3 separate regions of the Mus musculus genome follow, and regions 2 and 3 are each linked to region 1. A link is a contact called in public Hi-C and HiChIP or PLAC-seq data. All regions are on one chromosome and are shown on one strand. The core of a region is the stretch at or near the end of the contact, and the rest is flanking DNA. Distances in the headings are between cores, read along the strand shown.

Region 1 (4,298 bases), core at 224-2,723:
AAGTACCTCCAAACTCTGGGTGTTAGCCAGTTACTAGAGAGAAGCCATATCAGCTGCACTCACACCTTTAATCCCAGCACTCTGGAGGCAGAGGCAGGTGGATCTATGAGTTCAAGACCAGCCCAGTCTACATGAGGAGTTCCAGACCAGCCAGGGATACATTAGTGAGACCCTGTCTCCAAAAAGTCTGGAGTGCTGGAGAGATAGATGGCTTGGTACTGGCTGCTCTTTTAGAGGACCCATGTTTGGTGCCTAACCACCCATATGGTGGCTCACAGCCACCTGCAACTCCAGTTCCAGGGGATGAGATGCCAAATTCTTGTCACCGAAGGCACCAAGCACCCAGGTAGTACACAGACACAATGGCAGGCAAAGCATTCATACACATTAAAAAAATTAAAAATAAATATTTATAAGAGATTTGGGTTGGCATTATCTCATTCTATACTCTTTTTTTAAAGATTTATTTATTATTATATGTAAGTACACTGTAGCTGTCTTCAGCCACACCAGAAAAGGGTATCAGATCCCATTACAGATGGTTGTGAGCCACCGTGTGGATGCTGGGAATTGAACTCAGGACCTCTGGAAGAGCAGTCAGTGCTCTTACCTGCTGAGCCATCTCTCCAGCCTGAGGACCAGATTCTTTGCCTCTCTGAGATCCTTTGGCGCAGCGATGTGGAGAGGGCAGACTTAGTGGGCGGCAGAGTGTTCTAGGGACAGCAAGTGAGTGTCAGTCTTCAGTCATTTCTGATGTGACAGTGTTAAGAAAGCCGCTGAGGCACAGGGGACCTGCAGCAGGTGTCAGGACTCTGCTGGGAGTGCCTACCCCTGGGGAGCATGGTAGTTGTGATGTGGGTGCCACCCCAATGGAGTGCGGTGTGGTTCATTTCAGAATCAGTCACAGCCGGCTCTGCATTTGCTAGTTGTGTGAGCCAGGGTGCACATCTTGGCTTCATGTTGATTTCTAGACTCCAGAAACTGCCATCCTTACAGTGAGCATATACCTTGCCTTCTGGAATAGCTCCTGACATGAGGGGAAAGACAGGCCACGAACAGCAAGAGTATAGGGAACAGCAAAGATTAGCATGGCTTTCAGAGGTAGAGGCCACTTCCGGTAGACCCATGGAAGAACTTCTAGGCCATCCTTCATATGCCAGGGACATGAATCTTACGTGGCTGAAGAGAAAGAGGAAACAGATGAGAGGTCAGAGAGAGGGGAGAGCAGGGAGTGTATGGAGAGGAGGGGTACTGCGGGGGTGGGGGTGGGGGCGGTGAGCAAGGCTGAGAGGCTAGAAGGGAGGACAGGAGCTGGGAGCTGGGAGGAGAACTGAGAGGAGAGGGGCTGCGATGGAGCGGTGGGGTGGGGCTGGCGCGGGGGCGGGGCGGGGCGGGCCAAGGCTATCAAGGACAGAGGAGAGGAAGCAGACACAGAAGAGGAGGGGCTGTGCTAAAGTACAAACCCCAGGGAGGGGGAGGGAGGACATGAATGAGCCTCTGGAGGGAGTGAAGCACAGGGCAGGGCAGAGGGCACGTCTGAGGAAGGAGGTGGCTTGTTGAGCGGGCTGGTTTCCGGACTGCAGCTTCACACAATGCCAGGGGCCGCCTTTTCCATAGATTCTCATAGATTAAACCCTGCAGGGGAAGCTGGGAGGCAGGCAGCAGACTGGAGCCAGGAAGCCAATTTACGGGGACCCTTGATGATGAGCTCTGGGAAGCGGGGCTTAAAGCACCTCATTCCCAGGGCTTCGTGTGAGATTTAATTGGCTTTAAGCTAAGGGCTTTATATAAAGCCTGGCACGGGTGTCCAACAAACATTCTTTTTTTTTTTTCTCTCCCCTTGACTTCCCAGAGGAACTAGCCTAGAAGAGAAAAGAAAAGGGTTTCCTTAATTCTCCCAGGAAGTAAGTGGCACGGGAGGATTCGAACCCAGCTCTCAGCAGGTCCTGTCAGTGTGATCCTAGCTTCTTAGGTCAAGGCCTAAAGAGCGTAGGTGTAAGGCTTACACGGGCTACAAAATTAATTAATGGCCTGCCTGAGCAACTTAGTGAGACCCCCCCCCGTCTCAATATAAACGAGAGAGAGAGAGAGAGAGAGAGAGAGAGAGAGAGAGAGAGAGAGAGAGAGAGAGAGAGAGTCTTGACCTAGCTATTACGAAGTTCTGGGTTCAGTCCTTAATATAAGGAGGGAAAAGTCCCAGTTCCCAGTAAGCAAACCATTATTGTCTTGCTCAGAAGTGCTACATTTTTGTGAGCTCCGAGCGGGGCGTGGTGGCGCACGCCTTTAATTCCAGCACTTAGGAGGCAAAGGCAGGCAGATTTCTGAGTTTGAGGCCAGCCTGGTCTACAGAGTGAGTTCCAGGACAGCCAGGGCTACACAGAGAAACCCTGTCTCGAAAAGCAAAAAAACAAAAACAAAAACAAAAACAAAAAGCAGCACAGCTTCAATTGTTATACTGCGTTTACTCATTGAATCCTTGAATCTCCGTGAGGTTGGTTATACTATCCCCATTTTACAGATCAACAAACTGATGCCCAGCAAAATCAGAGCAGAGTGTGTGACTAGCCTAAAATCACATAGCCAGGGATCCTCAGGGCTAGGAGGAGGAGTCAAGCCTGTAAGATGTCAGAGGCTGTACTCTTCATGCCCGGCAAGTGAATGAAGCAGATCCGGCAGAGGGCACATACCTGAGGGGCCTCCGTGGCTCACCCTGGTTTTCTCCACAGTGCCTTCCCGAAGCCTACTGTTCTACGATGATGGGGCAGGCTCATGGGAAGATGGCCGAGGTGCTCTACTGCCTGTGGAGCCCCCAGAAGGCTGGGAGCTCAAACCCGGGGGTCCAGCAGAGCAGAGGCCCCAGGACCACCTCCGACATGACCGTGCAGACAGCATCCATGAGACCACCAAGTACTTGAGAGAGACCTGGCCAGAGGACACTGATGACAACGGCACCAGCCCCAACTTCTCCCACCCCAAGGAGTGGTTCCATGACAGGTGAGCAGAGGGACAGCCTTCCCTTCCCAGGGTCCCAGGCTGTGCCTCCCTCAGCCACATCTTCCCAGGGGGAGGGGGCCCTGGTCAAGTCCTGGCTCACAGTTGAATGACGGGTACCCCAGGGCAGATTCATCCCTGGATCTTCTTCTCTCCCCAGGGATCTGGGCCCCAACACCACCATCAAACTCTCCTAGGCCACTCCAAGACCCAGGACACAGGACGGACACCCTGGCACCCAGAAGAGGCGTTCTCTTGCTCGATGACCCAGATCCAGCTCATACCCCTGCCCCCCGGGTCCCTGTAGTAGCTGGGGACGCTCTATGTCCCCAGACACTTGGACTGCTCCCCTGGGCTGACCACTCCGTTCCCACCTTTCCCTCCTACCACTATCCGTCCTCCTCCGATAAACCACTCACTGGGCTACCCGTTTCCTTCCCATAGTGACCAACGCAACCACTGTTCCTGGCCCCCTCATACACAAACACACAAGCAGACATACACACACAAACACACACCCCCATCTCCTACTGTACAGAGACCAAGAACAGAAATCGTTTGTAAATAATGAACCTTATTTTTTATTATTGTCAATCCCCTAAGATATTGTATTTTACAAATCTCCCTCCCGTCACCTCTCCCTTATTTTGTATTTTATGAAGTTAGTGCGGGCTTTGCTACCCCTTGGCCTGGGGAAGAGGGACACCCCACCCTCACCAGGCCTCTCCCTGCCGCTGCCCAAGCTGCTGGGCCTTTTTAATTTGCCAAACTGCTCCTCCACCAGCTCAGCACATGCTTTAAGAAGGCAAAATTAAAAAAAAAAAAAAGATTCAGCATCAACCTTGACTCTGTGTGTCCTTTGTGAGGGCCTGGGAATGAGGAGATGGGGAGCTTTAGCTTGTATTTGGGGGGGGGGAGGCATGAGAGGGTGCCTGGTGAGAAAGCCTTTCTGTCTGGAGACATTTGTCCAGCTAGTCACCAAATCTGGACTGGATAACTCAAATACAATGCCCGGAATCAAACTGAAAATTTAAAAAACAAAAAACAATTTGATAGAGTGTTATACATCTGTAGTCTCAGCCAAGATGGGAGAAAGAGACAGGAGAACCTCATGGAAGCTCAGCTCACGGGCTAGCTGCCTACAGCAGAGAAAAGAGACCCTATGTCACAAGATGGAAGGCCACTGTGGTGCAGCAATGTGAAGGCACAGGCAGACAGAGGCCTGAGTTCAAGGCCAGACTAGTCTACATTTCTTTTATTGTCGTTGTTTTGTTTGTTTTGTTGTTGTTGTTTTCAAGACAGGGTTT
Region 2 (4,222 bases), core at 832-3,331, 270 kb before region 1:
TATCAGATCTAGTTTGGGCATTGTCAACTACCTTAACTACAATTATCCTGCCTGTTCTTAAGTATGTCTGCATTTCTGGCCCCCTCCCAGAAACTCTCATTCAGCACAGCCCTAGATGCAACATTTTTCAAAATCTTTTCTGTTTATTCGGGGTATAAGCTGGGGTTAAGGCCCAACACTCTATAGGTAACTGGCTTTGGCCTTCATCACCAAGACTAGATTTTATTTTGATAACTATTCTGCGACTGTTAAGATAATCATTTTGATACAGGAACATGCCATTGGCTGGTAAGCTCAAGAAGAGAAGCCCTATCAGCTGTGTTCCAGAGCTGTGCATAATGGCTACGCAAAATACACATTCCATACGTATACCTGAATCAATGAACAGTGAAAGATCACACTTCACTTTTAGTAGCAACTTGTAGTAATACAGTAGGGCTCCCTTAACCAGTAAGTAATGATCTAGTGGGGGAAAAAAGCCACATATATCAAGGATTCATAAAAAAAATTGATAAACATACCCAAGTACTTCATTTTAATTTAAATGAACCTTTGTTTCTTGCAGTACAGGACCAGACCCCTGGAGTAAAGAGCTCTATGGGTAAGAGTGCAGAATGTTTCTTATAAGCTATAACTGTGACAGTAGCATTCTTGAACATTTCCATTTTTAACTTTTAAAGTATGGCAAGAACTTAAAATATATATGTATGGCTGGGAGGCAGAGGCAGGTGGATTTCTGAGTTCAAGGCCAGCCTGATGTACAAAGTGAGTTCCAGGACAGCCAGGGTTACACAGAGAAACCCTGTCTCAAACCCCCCTCCAAAAAAAAAATTTAGTGTGTGGGTTGGTGAGATGGTTCAGCAGTTAAGAGCATTTGAATGATCTTAAGCTAGTCTCCCAGAGGAACTGGATTAGATTCTCAGCCCAGCAGGGCAACTTATAACTGACTGTAACTCTAGTTCCAAGGGGTTCTGTGTCCCTTCTGGCCTTTTGTGGGCACCAAACATGCACCTGGAATATAGATATACATGCAGACAGAACACACATACACATAAAATAATTTTAAGACAAAAATTAGGGTATATTAATTATATAAAGCAATGTGGTTTATAACCATATAAGTATCATTATGATACTTTCATATATGAAATTAATATACTTTGAAACACTCATCCCAAAGCATTCGATATGGTTTTCATGGAAACAACTTAGTTTTCCTAAGTCTACATGATTATACTATAACATACAAGAACAGGAGCAAATGATATATACAGGTTTCAAAACAAACCCAACTTACACTTAATTCCATTCTGGTGGAGAAAAAAAAAATCTGTTGAGTTCCAATACTCAGCCCAGAAAATCAGCTCTGTTGAAAGCACTTCGCCAATATCTCTCAGCCAAGAGAAGACTCTCCCCTTTCTGGTTACCAGAGAGAATCTGATTCCACACTTATTTTAATTGTTTATATACCCATATCCCTGAAGAGCTCAGGGAAACCTTTCAAGACACATACAACAAGGCTGAAATAACTCAAGAAATAGGCTTTCATTCCACAGGTGCTGAGCTCCAGTGCATCAATAAACAAAATGGGCAAAATCTCAGACCTCAGTAGATTTACATTTTAAATGTATCAGTTTAAGGGTAAAGGGTAAACACTATCAAATGCTGTGGCCTAGATTACATTCTCCATCTAGAAAAGAAACTGATTGCAATGTATATGCCTTTTCTAACCTGTGAACTCCCAGTAACATCTTAACCAAATGTAGCAGCCATCAAGCTTTTCCTCAGAAAGATGCTTAAGTTGCTCTAAAGGCCTGTGACAGGTGGGAGCCTTGCTTGGGTTAGTATGTACCTAGAAGATAAATAGAGTACAGCTTTGGATATGTCTGTGATGGCACTTTCAGAGACGATTAGATTATAACAGCTCTAAACTAATCCATGGCCAATTCTATGATGGATCCATAACACAACTGCATATTGAGACACTAGAGAATAAACAAGTTTCTGGGGATGTGCCCTTATCTTGACTGGCCCTGCTCACATTTCCCCTTTTTTACATGTCTGTCACGAGGTAAACAGCTTCTGTGCCCCAGCTCCAATGGTCATGACATTCTGTCTAAGCACATGGGCTCTGACACCATACCTAAAATGAATAAGACCTCTCATAAGTATTTTGGTTCCAGTAATGAAAAAGAATTAAAGTAACAGTTTAGGGTAGTTGCTAGCCATAGCAACCTAACTAAGTATGGTTAGACTTTGTTTCAAAATAATACACAGAGCTTAAGTTAGACTTTATTTCAAAATAATAACAGAGCTTAGGTTAGACTTTGTTTCAAAATAATACACAGAGCTTAGGTTAGATTTAGTGGTTAAAAGCACTGGTTGTTCTTGCAGAGACCTGGGATTCATTCCCTGAACCTATGTGGCAGCTCACACATGCATATAACTACAGATCCAGGGGATCTAGTGCCTTTTTCTGGCCTTTGTGGTCATTGGGTATGCATGTGGTACACATTTGTACATGCAGGCAAAGGACCCATATATGTAACATTAAAGTTTTTACTATAAAAAATTACAAATGCCTTGAGAACCAACTCTCTTCTTATATATCTTTATTCTTTCACAAAATAACTTTCAATTCTTCTGGGAACTTCTTTCAGATATTTATTTCCTATATATTCATAGATATTACATTCATATATATTATCTGCATACACAGTGTATGCACTACAGTGTTCTACTACTCTTCCTCCTACCCTAAGCCCATCAGGCGAACTGTAACTTCTAGCTAAACTAGTAGTGAATGTTTATAATACTAGAATTATTTATGCAACAGTGCTTGGTAGGGTAATTAATGCCTTACAATTACACATATATTCTGGCACATTTTGTTACTCCTGGACCTAAAATCTGCCTCATTTGATCATTTACCTGGTTTTCTCTATTCCCGTCTTCATTCTTCCCCATGCACCCTAAAGAAGCTACAAAAAGTTAAATAATGGCTCAAAACATCCCTATTTAGCCTCCTCTTCGTCCTGCCTGTTTAGCATCCTCCTTCTCCTTCATCTTCCTTGTTACATCTTTCCTAAGTTCTTCTATCCTCCTGGCCAACCTGATGTTGTTAACTAAGACTTTTGTTTTGTTTTGTTATTCCAGACAACATTTTTCTATGTAGCCCTGGCTATTTTAGAACTCATCCTGTAGACCAGGCTGGTCTTGAACTCACAGAGATCCGTCTGCCTCTGCCTCCTGAGACTGGGACTAAAGATGAGTGCCACCACCACCACCACCACCACCACCTGGCTTGGTTTCTATGACTTTTGTGTAACAGTCATCCAGATTTACCTTCCATCAAACATATTCTGTCATCCTTTTTGTACTGAATTTTCTGGATACCTATCTTCATCTTCTTGGTTTAATTTCTTATTTTGATAAAAAAAAAAAAAAAACACCCTCAAAGCTGATATATGAGAGTTACATCTTGTGATCTTCCATTTTTAAAACTACCTTTCCTCTACCCCCAGACATGATCAAGAGATGGTTTTGATACAGAATCCTACTTGGTTTTCAGAACCATCCTCATCCTCTCAGTAAATCCTAGTTCCTGGGTTTCAACGTGGTCTGATGACCAATCTGCCATTTGCAAATGGTTTCCTCTTCTTCTAAGGCAGCTTAGGCATTCTGTTCCTGATTTTACTGTTTTACAAAGATCTGCCTTGGTATAACAGGGGGGTACTTTTTTTCTATTCATAGCACTAGGCGATAAAGTAGAGTACATATATCATATTATATGCCCTTCAGTGGTGGTGAAATTCCTTGTCCTCTAGAGGCTGGGTCCTTAGTCACGGAATTATTTTCTCTTCTCCATTTTCATCCAGTCTCTAGTTTCAAAATGTCTATTAGTTCAAGCATGGGGCCCTGTGAGTTGATCCACATCAACATTCCTCTCTTTTGTTGATTAAAGTCTCTTCCATCTCTTTACAGGATGATGGCTTTAATTTCCTTTCCCAAGCTTTCTGTGAACAAACTTCTTTTTTTTCTTCATTGTTCCACTGTCCCAGCATCCCATGCACTCTCTCTTCTGATACAAGAGTCTAAGCTTTTGGTTCCCTTGCAGTACCTCTCCCAAATCTTCATGTGCCTTATTGTTGGGCTAATGGCAATGCCTGACAGTTAAGATTTAAGAATGAAGTATAAAAGATTCCTAGTGACTAGCTTTCGC
Region 3 (4,529 bases), core at 331-2,830, 310 kb before region 1:
AGGGGAACTTTCCAGGGCACCAAAAGTAGCACCCAGCAAAGAGGTACAGTTCTGACCAGGAGATCTGGTTCCAGGGGCCATGTTCCTGTGCCCCAACCAACCCAACCCTGCAGCCCTGCAACACAGATTCTGTTAGTTAAGTGCTTATGTGCACTATTTATCCTTTACCCTAGAATGCACACACTCTAAGAGTGGGGGTCATTTGATACTATACTGCATTTTTTTCTGGCCTAGATAACATTTCCCTAAACAGTAGAGAGAAAGAAAACCAAGAACAATGGCAGCAGACTTTGCTGTTTGCCGACTTTTACCATCTCCTTGACCAGTAACTTGTCGGAGGCCCACACCCAGCACAGAGAGTGGCAGCTCATTTAATAACCCACACCTTCTGAAGTAGCACTGCAACCTCTGCAAGTTACCACTGTCCAAACTTCCTCCACTTAAAAATTTACGTTTTGAGCCTGACAGTTAGTTGGTGGTGCATAGCTTTAATCCCAGCACTTGGGAGACAAAGGCAGGCTGATCTACAGAGTGAGTTCCAGGATAGCCAGGGTTACACAGAGAAACCCTGTCTCAAACAATAAAGCACAACAAAAAAATTATATTTTAAAATTCCTTTACAAACTAGTGAGTTTCCATGTATTCTTGGTTTTGGCTATCTTCCACATTCTCTTCCCACTCTTTGCCCTCCTTTCCTCCCTCCCTCCCTCCCTCCCTCTACACTCTCACTTAAATCTTTAACCCTGAACATTATTCTCTTCTTTTGTTACACATGCATCCTACCATCTCCTCCTGTCAATTACTGTTAACTGGGTTGTAAGATGGTAGTTTCCATGTGAACTTTTCACACACTCTGCATTTTAGTTAACCCTTGCCCTTCTGTGTCTCCCAGCCTCTCCTGCCCCCTCCCCTCTGTGCCTACCATAATGGGATAGTAAGACCCTATCACTGAAAACGTCATACATTTTGGCTGCACGACAGAGGACTCTATCCCAAAGTGACTAGGAAACTTACTTCCTGCTGGCTAGCTTTCACAGTGCCAGAAGGTGCTATGTAGGCAACTAGTGGCCAAAAGGTCACCAATGGTCTTACCCAGTACTGGACCCCGCATGAGACAATACTAAACTGTCAGACAAGATGTGTTCTTAAGTGCAACAGTGTCATCCTGTTGGGGGTAACCAATTACTTTTCAATTTGAGGCCTGCTCCACAAGAGGGATTTCATGCCTAATACCATAATCCTCATCAAAAGCCCATGCCGGGAAGGTCGCAGGCCTGAGGTAGTAACCTACTATTGTTATTTTGCTAAATGATCATATTGTCAAACTGTTTTCTAAATATTTGTTTATTTTCATAGATCTGCCCTGTACTACCTTTTGTCAGAAAAAAACGTATTGCAGTGAGCAGTGGTTAACACAGAGATTCAACTGGTCTAAGTGCTGAGAATACGTACTTGTGCATGCTAGACTCAGGGAGCATTGCAGAAGAGGGAGTGAATGTAACCCCTGGATGATGGAAGGAGTGCTGTGGAATGCTACCCTTGGCCTGTCATGGCTGTTGCACTCCTAAAGGCATAGCAACTGCTGATACCTACCCAAGGTCAAGCTAGTCAACAGTCCAGCACGAATAGGGGAGGGGCTCATACCACCCTAACCACAGCTGAAAGCTCTTGTTAACTGTTGGCTGTTGTGAGGAAGAGTCCATTTTCTTCAGGGATGTAGCCTCTCCTAAGATGCCGGTGGCCCTATGGGTCACCCTATGCCCACATGCACACGGACAACTCTAAGTGGGATGAATGAACATGAAGAAAGAGGACATGAAGTGAGGGAGGGATGAGTCAGAATTTAGAGGGAGTTGGCAGGGGAGAAGGGAGGGTTCCGATCATAATATTGCATACTTGTATGAAGTTCTCAAAGAATAAATTAAAAATTAATTTTTAAGAAGTAGACATGTTATCAGTTACTTTATGCCATTTTTTAAATTATTAATTAAATATCCTAATTTATCAAGCCTCTAAACAAAGATTATTCTTGTTTCTAGCCCAGAATCAAAAACTTTTGAGAAATCTAAGAAACTATAGAGTCACTGAGCAATATAACCCCAAAAGGAAAGGGCTGGCCAAGCATAATGGCACATGCTTTTAATCTCAGCACAGTGAGTTTGAGGTCAGCCTGCTGGTCTACACAGTGAGTTCTAGGATAGCCAGGGCTACACAGTGAGACCATGTCTCAAAAAAAAAAAAGAAAGATGGAAGGAAGAAAGGAAAGGAAAGGAAAGGAAAGGAGAGAGAGAGAGAGAGAGAGAGAGAGAGAGAGAGAGAGAGAGAGAGAGAGAAGGGAGGGAGGAAGGGAAGAAGGAATGAATGAAGGAAGGAATATCCTAGTTTGAGAGTTAACTGAAGAAATGATCTTTCAAACAGAAAAACTAAAGCTCTCTATCTCATACTCATAAAGCCTCTTGAGTATTTCTAAGAATTAATAATGGAAGTTTAATAATTCAATGATTAAGTCACCTGGGAACAGGTGTAGCATTAGTCTAAGACATACAACTATTTTTCAAATGTCAGCATTCTATAAATACAGCTGACATTACAGTGTACAGAGCATTTCTTTGGTACATTACATTGCCTCTGCCTTGTAAAAATCCTGGAGAGGTTTACTTTGCAGAAGAGTAAAGTGAAGCTCACATAGATTAGTGACTTGGGTAAACGGCAGAACCAGGACACAAACCTTTGTTTCCTACTTGAATGCCCACACTGCTTTACACCATTGGGAATGTTGGTATGAATACATCTGGAGGACCTGGGGGGGGGGGTCTCATCTGCTGATAACTCACAGCACTACAACTCAACAATAATCACAACCCAACACTCTGAAGACTCTTCTTAGCTTCAGAAATAGACGGTTTTCATGATTCAGCATGCAAAGCCATAGCCCGTGGCTTTCTTTCCCCTCTTTTGTCCACTCTGGCATCCCCACTGGAGTGGGTTAGGGTTAGATATGCTGAGGCAGAATTGCTGGGGCACAGAGCAATGAAAGCAGTGAGACTGAGTGCTGTGACTCTCTAACATGGACAACCCAGCTCACAACCCAGCTCATAGTTCCTCTGGGTAAAAATGTTCTCATTCTCTCTAGAATCTCCCAAGAAAGCCCTGAGCTATACTTCATTATTCCTAGACATCCCCAGAACTGGAGCTTCCTTCTTCCCTCTGGAGTGTGGGCTCTGGAGGGCAAGAATGAACTCTTCTAATTAACTTCTTCAGGTCTCAGCCTGCTGAGTGGTAGGGCGTTTATAAGACTTCCACAGCTCAACTGTGGAAATAAGAATGGCAGTTTCTAACATATCTTCAGGCTCCAGGATTTCAGGATTTCAAGACAGTTCTCACTTGGTACCAATCAAAGCCTCTCCTTTCTGAATTCATGAGGTCTATTCTCAAATCAGAATAGAGGTGGGGATAGCTTTGGAATGGTTTTAGTTCTTGTACTGGATATAGAGCCCGGGCCTTTGACACTGTGAGCAAGTGCTCCAATTAGCAAGCTATACCACTAGCTCTGGAGCAGTGTTTATTTACTAACTACAAAGCAGTACCTCAAATCTTGCCTTGCTTTATTTTAACTTTAAAATTGTGCATGCAAAATACCAAAACAAAAAGGAAGAAGAGGGTCTTGTAAATTAGGTATAATAATTTCAGAACACTATGTACAAAAAGCTGAAACAAAGTGCCCACTCAAGGTCTCTCACTCCATCATGTCCTCACAGTCTCCCTGCTCCTGTCCAGGTGGGACCTGGGGTAAACTACCGTGTGCCCTCACATTCCTTCCTTTTGACTGGACAGTCCCACTCCTGAGCCACTTACCACTGCTGGAAAGAACCCTTGATCCCCAACCAGAGGCTCCTCCCTCTTCCCTTCCTTCCACTCTTAGAGTTCATTGGTCCATTTCTCTTGGAACTCTTCAAACCGGATGCTTTTCAAGTTTCTGCCCTCACCTTCTCCCGTGCCCCACTTTATCTACTCACTCCCAGGTAACTACATTACATTTCAACTCTAGAGTTATTCTCATCATAGACTATGGCAGATGACATAACTTGGATAAGATTCTAGTTCTCGTCACAGGATGCATGGGGCAGACAGTTATTTAACTTTATTCAATTTACTCACTTCTTTGTATTTAATTTTTATTTTATATGCATGAGATTTTGTCTGAATGTATGTGTATCATAAACCATCTTCAGAAGCCAGAAGAGGGCATCAGAAGTGGAATTTCAGACAGTTGTGAGCTGTCATGTGGGTGCTGGAAATCAAGCCTGCGTTGTCTGTAAGAGTAGTAAGTACCCTTAACTGCTGAGCCATCTCTCCAGCCCCTACCCACTTCTTATATGGAGATACAAGTTGAGCATCCTTATCTAAAATGTTTGGTTCCAGAGATATTTCATATGTCAGAGTTTTGGCATTTTGGAATATGTGCATAGAATTTACTTGATGAATAGCTCTAATCTAAAAAACCTAAAATCTAAAATCCTCTATGTGGC

The links. A called contact is a pair of places that touch in the nucleus more often than the background predicts. HiChIP or PLAC-seq counts read pairs in DNA pulled down with a chosen protein or histone mark.
Region 2: an H3K27ac HiChIP or PLAC-seq map of microglia shows a contact between it and region 1, with 5 times the contacts expected there. The contact joins two enhancer-like sites. A contact is called at or near these places in 6 of 39 promoter capture datasets (the 3T3-L1 cell line, HPC-7-derived erythroid cells, cranial neural crest and 2 more), 2 of 484 Hi-C or Micro-C datasets (the AtT-20 cell line and ganglionic eminence), 2 of 115 datasets of contacts at active chromatin or transcription factors (bone marrow-derived macrophages and microglia) and 2 of 9 other capture datasets (embryonic stem cells and liver).
Region 3: a Hi-C map of Sertoli cells shows a contact between it and region 1, with 3 times the contacts expected there. The contact joins two enhancer-like sites. A contact is called at or near these places in 7 of 39 promoter capture datasets (3T3-L1-derived adipocytes, the C10 cell line, cranial neural crest and 4 more), 2 of 15 datasets of contacts at CTCF or cohesin (the NIH/3T3 cell line and large pre-B cells), 9 of 484 Hi-C or Micro-C datasets (3T3-L1-derived adipocytes, the Ba/F3 cell line, the C10 cell line and 6 more), 5 of 115 datasets of contacts at active chromatin or transcription factors (craniofacial prominence, embryonic basal ganglia, embryonic stem cells and 1 more) and 1 of 9 other capture datasets (embryonic stem cells).

The regions. Positions count from the first base shown.
Region 1 is chr2:91,981,861-91,986,158 of GRCm38.p6, reverse strand. It overlaps Creb3l1 (cAMP responsive element binding protein 3-like 1), which reads left to right. Exons shown (of 12, transcript NM_011957.2): 11 at 2,727-2,994; 12 at 3,152-3,831. The coding sequence ends at 3,188. Among named protein-coding and RNA genes, the nearest start is that of Dgkz, 34 kb to the right of the region's middle. Within about 2 kb of position 1,473, at least 222 of the 459 cell types and tissues checked have an H3K27ac peak or open chromatin away from gene starts, as enhancers often do. A contact at or near this core is called in Sertoli cells, bone marrow-derived macrophages and microglia, where this site is marked.
Region 2 is chr2:92,248,515-92,252,736 of GRCm38.p6, reverse strand. All of the region lies in intron 6 of Phf21a (PHD finger protein 21A), which reads right to left. Among named protein-coding and RNA genes, the nearest start is that of Mir1955, 59 kb to the right of the region's middle. Within about 2 kb of position 2,081, at least 6 of the 459 cell types and tissues checked have an H3K27ac peak or open chromatin away from gene starts, as enhancers often do. A contact at or near this core is called in bone marrow-derived macrophages and microglia, where this site is marked.
Region 3 is chr2:92,288,857-92,293,385 of GRCm38.p6, reverse strand. The region is part of intron 6 of Phf21a (PHD finger protein 21A); the gene reads right to left. Among named protein-coding and RNA genes, the nearest start is that of Large2, 80 kb to the left of the region's middle. Within about 2 kb of position 1,580, at least 5 of the 459 cell types and tissues checked have an H3K27ac peak or open chromatin away from gene starts, as enhancers often do. A contact at or near this core is called in Sertoli cells, where this site is marked.